Regions from separate parts of the Mus musculus genome. Here region 1 is linked to region 2. A link is a contact called in public HiChIP or PLAC-seq data. All regions are on one chromosome and are shown on one strand. Each heading gives the region's core, a stretch centred on a gene start, on an enhancer-like site or on the middle of the called end of the contact. The rest is flanking DNA. Distances are from core to core; before and after follow the strand shown. Region 1 holds the start of Adora2b (adenosine A2b receptor). Region 2 overlaps Specc1 (sperm antigen with calponin homology and coiled-coil domains 1).

Region 1 (3,295 bases), core at 191-2,690, 82 kb before region 2:
GCTCCAACTCTAAAGAGATCCAAAGCTCACTTCAGAAATGCTAAAGGGCCCAGGCACTACCAAGGAGCAGCAAACTCAACTTTAAATTTATTAGCTACAAGTGGAAGCCACTTCCCCAACTGACTGACTCCCTGCCCTGGATCCTGTTTTCCCATCATGGAATAAGGAGAAAGTGATTTAGGTATACTCTGAGAGCCAGCGAACAGGGAGCCCTCACCAGTTTTCTGGGCCTCTTCAGGCTCCTGGGCACTGCAGCAGTATACAAATAAGGTTACACAATGGGCTAGAGGCTCTAAGACTGTCTTGTCAGTGTTCACTGAACCAGTAAGCACAGTAGCTCTTTAAAATGTCTGGGAATACTTTGAGCCACCGCGAAGCTAGTAGGGACCAATGTTCCTAGAGTTTCCCATCAGAGTTGAGCCTGGCTGCCTCATTTCGAAGTAGGCACATTTTAAAGCTGTGTCGTTAGACCCTATGACCCTTCTAAAAGTACCAATTCCAGCGTCTAAAGTTGCCTCGTTCTTAGCTGAAGCTTCTCCGCGCCCTTTCCGCACAGGACTGCATCTGGCAGCAGCTTTGATCTGCATGCCCGACTCCGGGCAGCAGCTCTGTCTCTCCAGAGGGCCGGGAACGTCCACAAAACTTAAGGAATCTAGAGCTTCCTGAGCCCTTCCTTGGCAGGTAACTCGTCGGACGAGCACTTCTCAACGCCCCTAAGGGTGTTCTTATGCAGATTCCCTAAACTAGGGGCAATTAGAGCATCCCTGACTCCAAAAGGGGACCCAGTCAGTGGCCTGTTCTGTCAACCCAGGAGAGTCTTGATAGCCGGCAGAACAAGCGTGCTGGAGAAAGTGCGTCCTCCACTCCAGTGCCCAGCGTGCTCCTAATCTGGCCCATCTGGGAGTCCAGAAAGTAAAACCGTGGGCCTGGAGAGGGCGCCCCTCTTTAGAACTTTAACCCGGCCAAGGCAAGAAAGATTCGTCTCACCTGAGCGGGACGCGAATGGCCAGATATCGGTCGACAGCCACCGCCAAGAGGCTAAAGATGGAGCTCTGTGTGAGCACCAGCACGAAGCAGGCGAGGAAGAGGCAGCCGTGGAAGTCCGTGCAGAAGCCCAAGCTGATGGTGATGGCAAAGGGGATGGCGAAGAGTCCCACGGCCACGTCTGCCGTCGCCAGGGATACCAGAAAGTAGTTGGTGGGGGTCTGTAATGCACTCGAGGCTCCCACCGCGGCGCACACCAGCACGTTGCCCGCCACCGCCAGCGCAGCGATAACCAGCTCCAGCGCCACGTACAGCGCGTCTTGCGTCTCTAGCTGCATGGCCGGGCCAGCCGGGCCCGGGGAGTCCTCTACTGGGGTAGTGTCGGGCTCAGGACAGCTGCTAGGGTGCCGCCAGGCATGGCCACAGCGCTGAGACCGCGCGTCCCAAGCTGGGTCTGCGCCGCCCAGCCAGTGCGCTCCGGACGGGGGCGGGGGCGTGGCCTTACGGGGGCGGCGCCCATTGGCCGGCTGCCAGGAGCCGGTCTTGGCCCCGCCCCCTGCCTAGGGTCCTTGCTCCAGCTGCTCCTGAGCTCGGGGAAGGATGGGTTCCCGAATTTCCCTCGGGCGGGAGAGGGACACATTCAGGAAAGACACCTCGAAGCTTCACCACTTCCCGCCCGAGCGCGAAGTCCCAGACTTCACCCTGTCCCGCGCCCGATCTGCACACTCTGAACTGACGCCCCTGCAAGGTGTCCATACTCCCCAGCACCGGAGCTGCACCCCAGGTCCGGGCCCGGGCTTCCTCTCAGTGCTGCATTCTCCGCGCGGCCCCTAATCCACCCGATCCCGTGGTCTCCGCTGCCCCGCCAGGGTGCTCGCCGGCTCAGCCCTGCGCTCTCCAGCCCACTTATCCAAGACCGGCTTCCGCTCACTTGCGGCGCCGCCTCTTCCCAGACACTGCCGCCTTCATCCACTCCAAGAAGGGTGCTGAGCGCCCACACCTGTGGGTGATCTGTCCTTCCTGCCACCTGTAAGAAGCCCCCAGCGCCCTCCACCGCCTTCAACTCCACACTTCTCTCCTAGCGAGCCCTGGCTGCTCCTTGGCGTTTGGAGTCCTTAATCCTTCTAGAACACAGCTTCTGCCCCGCGGAAGCTGCTACCTGTAGTCACCAGCCAGGATGGTTAAGGAGTTTGTCAACACAACAAAGATGACTGAAAAAAAAAAGATTAAGCTGAACTAAAACACGGGTGACCTCTAAACAGCTTCTTTGAAGAATAACGGGTTTTTTCTTGGGGTTTTTTTTTTGGTTTTTCGAGACAGGGTTTCTCCGTGTAGCCTTGGCTGTCCTGGAACTCACTTTGTAGACCAGGCTGGCCTCGAACTCAGAAATCTGCCTGCTTCTGTCTCCCAAGTGGTGGGATTAAAGGCGTGCGCCACCACGCCGGGCTGATTTTTTTTTTTTTTTTTTTTAATGTTGTGGCTGGATTAGCTCTCTCTGAGTATGAGTATGGGCGTGGGGGAGGGGAAAAGTGCGTTGAATTACACTTTCTGCATGGCTGTATGATATATATAAAGTACATTTCAGGGTTAGCTGTAATATTAACAGCAAATCCCCCACGAGCCCACTCATAGCATAGACAAAATCACCAAAGCACACAGAGTACATGTTCTATCTGGGTATTTTAAGGGTTTGGTTTTTTTTTTTTTTTTTTTTTTTGTTTATTTGTTTGGTTTTTTTGTTTTTTGTTTTTTTGGATTTTTGGTGTTTTTTTTGGGGGGTGTTTTGTTTTGTTTTTGTTTTTGTTTTTGTTTTTTTCTAGACAGGGTTTCTCTGTATAGCTCTGGCTGTCCTGGAACTCGCTTTGTAAACCAGGCTGGCCTCGAACTCAGAAATCTGCCTGCCTCTGCCACCCAAGTGCACCACCACGCCCGTCTTTTTTTCTATTTTCTGTGTTGAGAAAAAAAAAAAAAACCTTATTTAAAAAAATACCTTACTATTTATATGTTTTCCACAAAATATTGGCCCTGGTCACCTGAGTTTTGATAGCATCTGCTTCACCTTCACGAAGAACCTGACACTGGCTTCTGCCTCTTAACACAGATGACAAGCTGGAACCTCAGAGAGGTCAGATAACGGGTACACGACTTGAAATGGGAAGAGGAAAGAGAGGCTTCTAGGAGTGAGCTGCAAAGTGGGCGTTTGGCAGTGATCACTATGGCGCATGGAGCTGAATGGGGCAGAGGTGGGGGAAGGGCTTGCCGCCAACAGCCATGGCCAGGAGAGGAGAGAAAAGAAAGCGTTTCCCACTAG
Region 2 (3,396 bases), core at 686-3,185:
GTTAGGGGTACACTCATTTTTACAATACCTGTATACACTTCTTAACTTCTTCCCTGAAGTTGGTACTCATCTGCTTTGTGTAGGATTCTCGTTCTGACCACATCATCATCACCACCACCACCTCCACCACCACCATCATCATCAAAAATCTTCCCATTCAGTAAGTAAAGAAATGGTATTCCATTCTCCCAACTGCACTGTTTTGATGCCCAGTTTTTAGTTAAACATTTAGTTTAAAACACAGTGTTAAAACACATTCTAAAAATGGAGTCCTGGGAGAATTCTGAGTGCTTGTGAGAAAACAAGTCTTGAGACCTCAGTTTCTCCAAAACACAGGCTTGTTCTTGGACCGTGCTTTTGTGGCCCTACCGAGTGGAGCAGATGGAAGTGAGTTTACTTTACTCTTTGCCACTGGCCATTGTTACTCGTTCACATGCCTCTTTGCAATGTGGGGCTTGTCCTTGGGACTGACACTTTACTCAGGTGACTCTTCTTAAACCGCAGAGTATAAATCGTCTGATGCAAGGAATAAAGTTGGCTATTGCGTAAGACTTTAGTTTGCCTAATTTTTAGGCCCCGTTATGCCAGGGCCACACTTTGTGGTAAACAACACAATTTTGTATTTTTGAGTACTTTAAATGTCTGTGACTTATATTGTTACTTTGTTTTTCTGTATAGAAGTTCAGTGCTCACAAATTTCAACTGAGCTAACCCTCCATCTCCTGCTAGTGACTTTGTTTTGTTTCGCTGGTTTCTCAAGACAGGGTTTCTCTGTGTAGCCCTGTTTGATGTTTTGAGACAGACTCTCTCTATGTAGCCCTGGCTCTCCTGGAATTCTCTGTGTAGATGAGGCTGGCCTTGAACTCGCAGTGATGACAATGTGTACTACCACACCCAGCCTGCTGGAGATTTAAAAGAAGCCATGTACATGCAGTTTTCTCTACTGTGCTCAGGAATCTTGAGTCACAGGGGATCATCAGGGCTTGTGCTACAGAGCAGACATTAACACCTCTTGGGGGAGAAGTGTGTGCGCAGGATTCATGCCTCTCTTTCCTTGGGGGCAAGTGAGGAATGCAAAGAAAGGCACAGCTCAGGTGTGCCCTTTTCCTTGCACACAGCAAGGCTAATTAAAACCTGACTGACAGGAAGGAGCTCAGCTGCACTTCCAGCAGAAACGGCTTCTTATCCTGCCCTGACAGCTCCTTTCCTACCTGCCCGTTCGTTAGCCCAAACACGATCCTCTCCTTCCCTCTGCTTGGGATGCCTTCCATACCACATTTGCAAAGGCTGACTGACTGAGTAGAACTACAATGATATGAAGAGGTTGGAATGTTGCAGATCCAGAGCCTAAAGTATACTTCCTCTTGGGCTTTAGCCCTCTAAATAGCCACTTTTTGCCCATCTCTGTGCCAAACCTAACATACTGTGATTAACAGACAGACCTTTTGGAAATTATGACTTCCACCAAGCCAAAAGCTAAGAATGTTATCAGACAGCATCCGGATCTCTTAGGAGAGACTCTCCCATCTTGCTCTAACTGCTTCTCTCGTGTTTCCTCCACTGTATTTTTAAAATACCTTGATACTTTTTGTTTTGTTACCATAAAGCTAAACCAAACTGCTCCCACCTTGGAACAAGGAACCTGGGGTAACTTAGCTCTGTGTTTCCTGGGATATGATCACTCAAATTCAGTTCTAGAATAAACTATCTCTTATTCCCTTTGAGGTGAGAGCTCTGGTGTTTTTGTCCGGGTTGTGTTTGTTTTTCTATCAACACTATGAATGATTATTTTGGTGGCCTTCTAACTGTAGCTTAAAACTAGTTTCTTTACTTCATGTTCAATCCTCACTTAATCATCTCTCAGGTCAGGTTTAAAAGTAACTATCAGAAGTTGCTATGATGATGCTGCTAGCCTCAGGCTGATGCAATACAAACCTGTGCTGACAGCAGCACTCAGATCCCTGCCTACTGGCGTGGATTCTGAACTCAGGGTCGTGCACATAAGCACATAACCCCAAGGACACAGCATCCAGCTTTTAACTACGGCTCCCCTCTCAGCCTTGACACAGCTTACAGTTCAGTCTCACTCCTCTCTGGTCTCAGTGCCTGTGAAGCAGGCTGTAAACGTTGGGCCTTGGTGAGAATGGGAAGCTAAAATGTGAATCACAATGGAAGGCTCTGGGAGGAAACCATCTTGGTGATGGAGTTTTCTTACTCAATCACTTTTTCTAAGGGAGCTTAAATTATTCCACTAAAGCTATGGGCGAAAGGCTGTGAGTGCAGCTCAGTCCTCAGATCACCATGGCGACGATTTTACAAGGTGAGCCCTGGGAAGATGGTTGGGTCCCCTGATGGGATTATGTCCTTACAAAAGGGGGTTGAGAATTGTCTTACTCCTTTCTATCATGCAAGGACACAGCCAAACCTGTCACCTATTAACAGGAACAGGCCTTCCTCATCACAGATCTGCCTTGATCTTTGATTTCCCAACCCTTAACTATGAAAAGTAACTTCCTATTGTCTGTAAACCATCTGATCTGTGGTATTTTGTAGCAACGTGGAAGGGCTAAGATAGGTAATTCTGGCAATTCAGATATGTGGGCAGCATGGAGAGCCCCAGCCGAAAGTGTACTCTTGACAGTTATGCACCTCAAGATGTCAAGAGTCTGCAGGCCGAAAAAGAAGTAGAGTATAGAAGAATGACAAGAATACAAGAAAAGACCCATTGCTTTCCCATCTAGTTTAGCAGAAGCTAACATTCAAGTCTGCAGAAAGAGCTGTGAAGTTTGTATGTGGCCTGGTTGTAGATGGAGTGGTGTAAATAGCATTGCTTAGCAACTTTCTCTGTTTCTGTTTCCACATGTTGGGGGCAGGACCTTACCCAGAGGCTCTGGAAAGAATCAGTTTCTTAAGTCAAGTCGTCTTAGCAGACTTCACACTTGCTAACTTTGCCGTAACCTGGACTGAATTGCCAGTGTCCACCAGAGCCCAGGACACGGCAAAGCCCTAGGAGCACAGCCAAGGTGCATGGAGACAATTATGCCTTGTGCTGCTTAGGGGGCGATGAACAGAGGGCTCTGCAGAGATCTGCAGTGAATTCCACACAATCCAGATCAATGTCCCTTGGTGAAGGAAGGCAGAAGGAAAGGAAACCTGTCCTCAGCCCAGCTGGCTGCTGCACTCGTAGCCATGAACCTCACAAATATAGAGCACCCCACAAAGAAACACTGTGGGCATCAACAAGACCTCAACATTCTGATGCTCAACGCTTCTTACTGGCTGTCAGGCAGGGACCCTGAGCCAGAGAACTGGTGCTTAAAGGCTTCCCTTCCTCGCTGTCCATTTCAACTCAACACCTGGCTATGTAGAAAGACTGCAAGGTAGAAAGTTATTTGA

The links. HiChIP or PLAC-seq counts read pairs in DNA pulled down with a chosen protein or histone mark.
Region 1: a BATF HiChIP or PLAC-seq map of CD8 T cells shows a contact between it and region 2, with 8 read pairs. The contact joins the promoter of Adora2b here to the enhancer-like site in region 2. A contact is called at or near these places in 5 of 39 promoter capture datasets (the C10 cell line, cranial neural crest, macrophages and 2 more), 2 of 15 datasets of contacts at CTCF or cohesin (CD8 T cells and the NIH/3T3 cell line), 4 of 484 Hi-C or Micro-C datasets (Th2 cells, bone marrow-derived dendritic cells, bone marrow-derived macrophages and 1 more), 15 of 115 datasets of contacts at active chromatin or transcription factors (CD8 T cells, the NIH/3T3 cell line, bone marrow-derived macrophages and 7 more) and 4 of 9 other capture datasets (adipose tissue, liver, macrophages and 1 more).

What each region holds. Positions count from the first base shown.
Region 1 is chr11:62,247,129-62,250,423 of GRCm38.p6, reverse strand. It overlaps Adora2b (adenosine A2b receptor), which reads right to left and starts at 1,440. Exons shown (of 2, transcript NM_007413.4): 1 at 988-1,440. The coding sequence starts at 1,322.
Region 2 is chr11:62,165,835-62,169,230 of GRCm38.p6, reverse strand. The region is part of intron 12 of Specc1 (sperm antigen with calponin homology and coiled-coil domains 1); the gene reads right to left. Among named protein-coding and RNA genes, the nearest start is that of Gm39985, 21 kb to the right of the region's middle. Within about 2 kb of position 1,935, at least 31 of the 459 cell types and tissues checked have an H3K27ac peak or open chromatin away from gene starts, as enhancers often do. A contact at or near this core is called in CD8 T cells and Th2 cells, where this site is marked.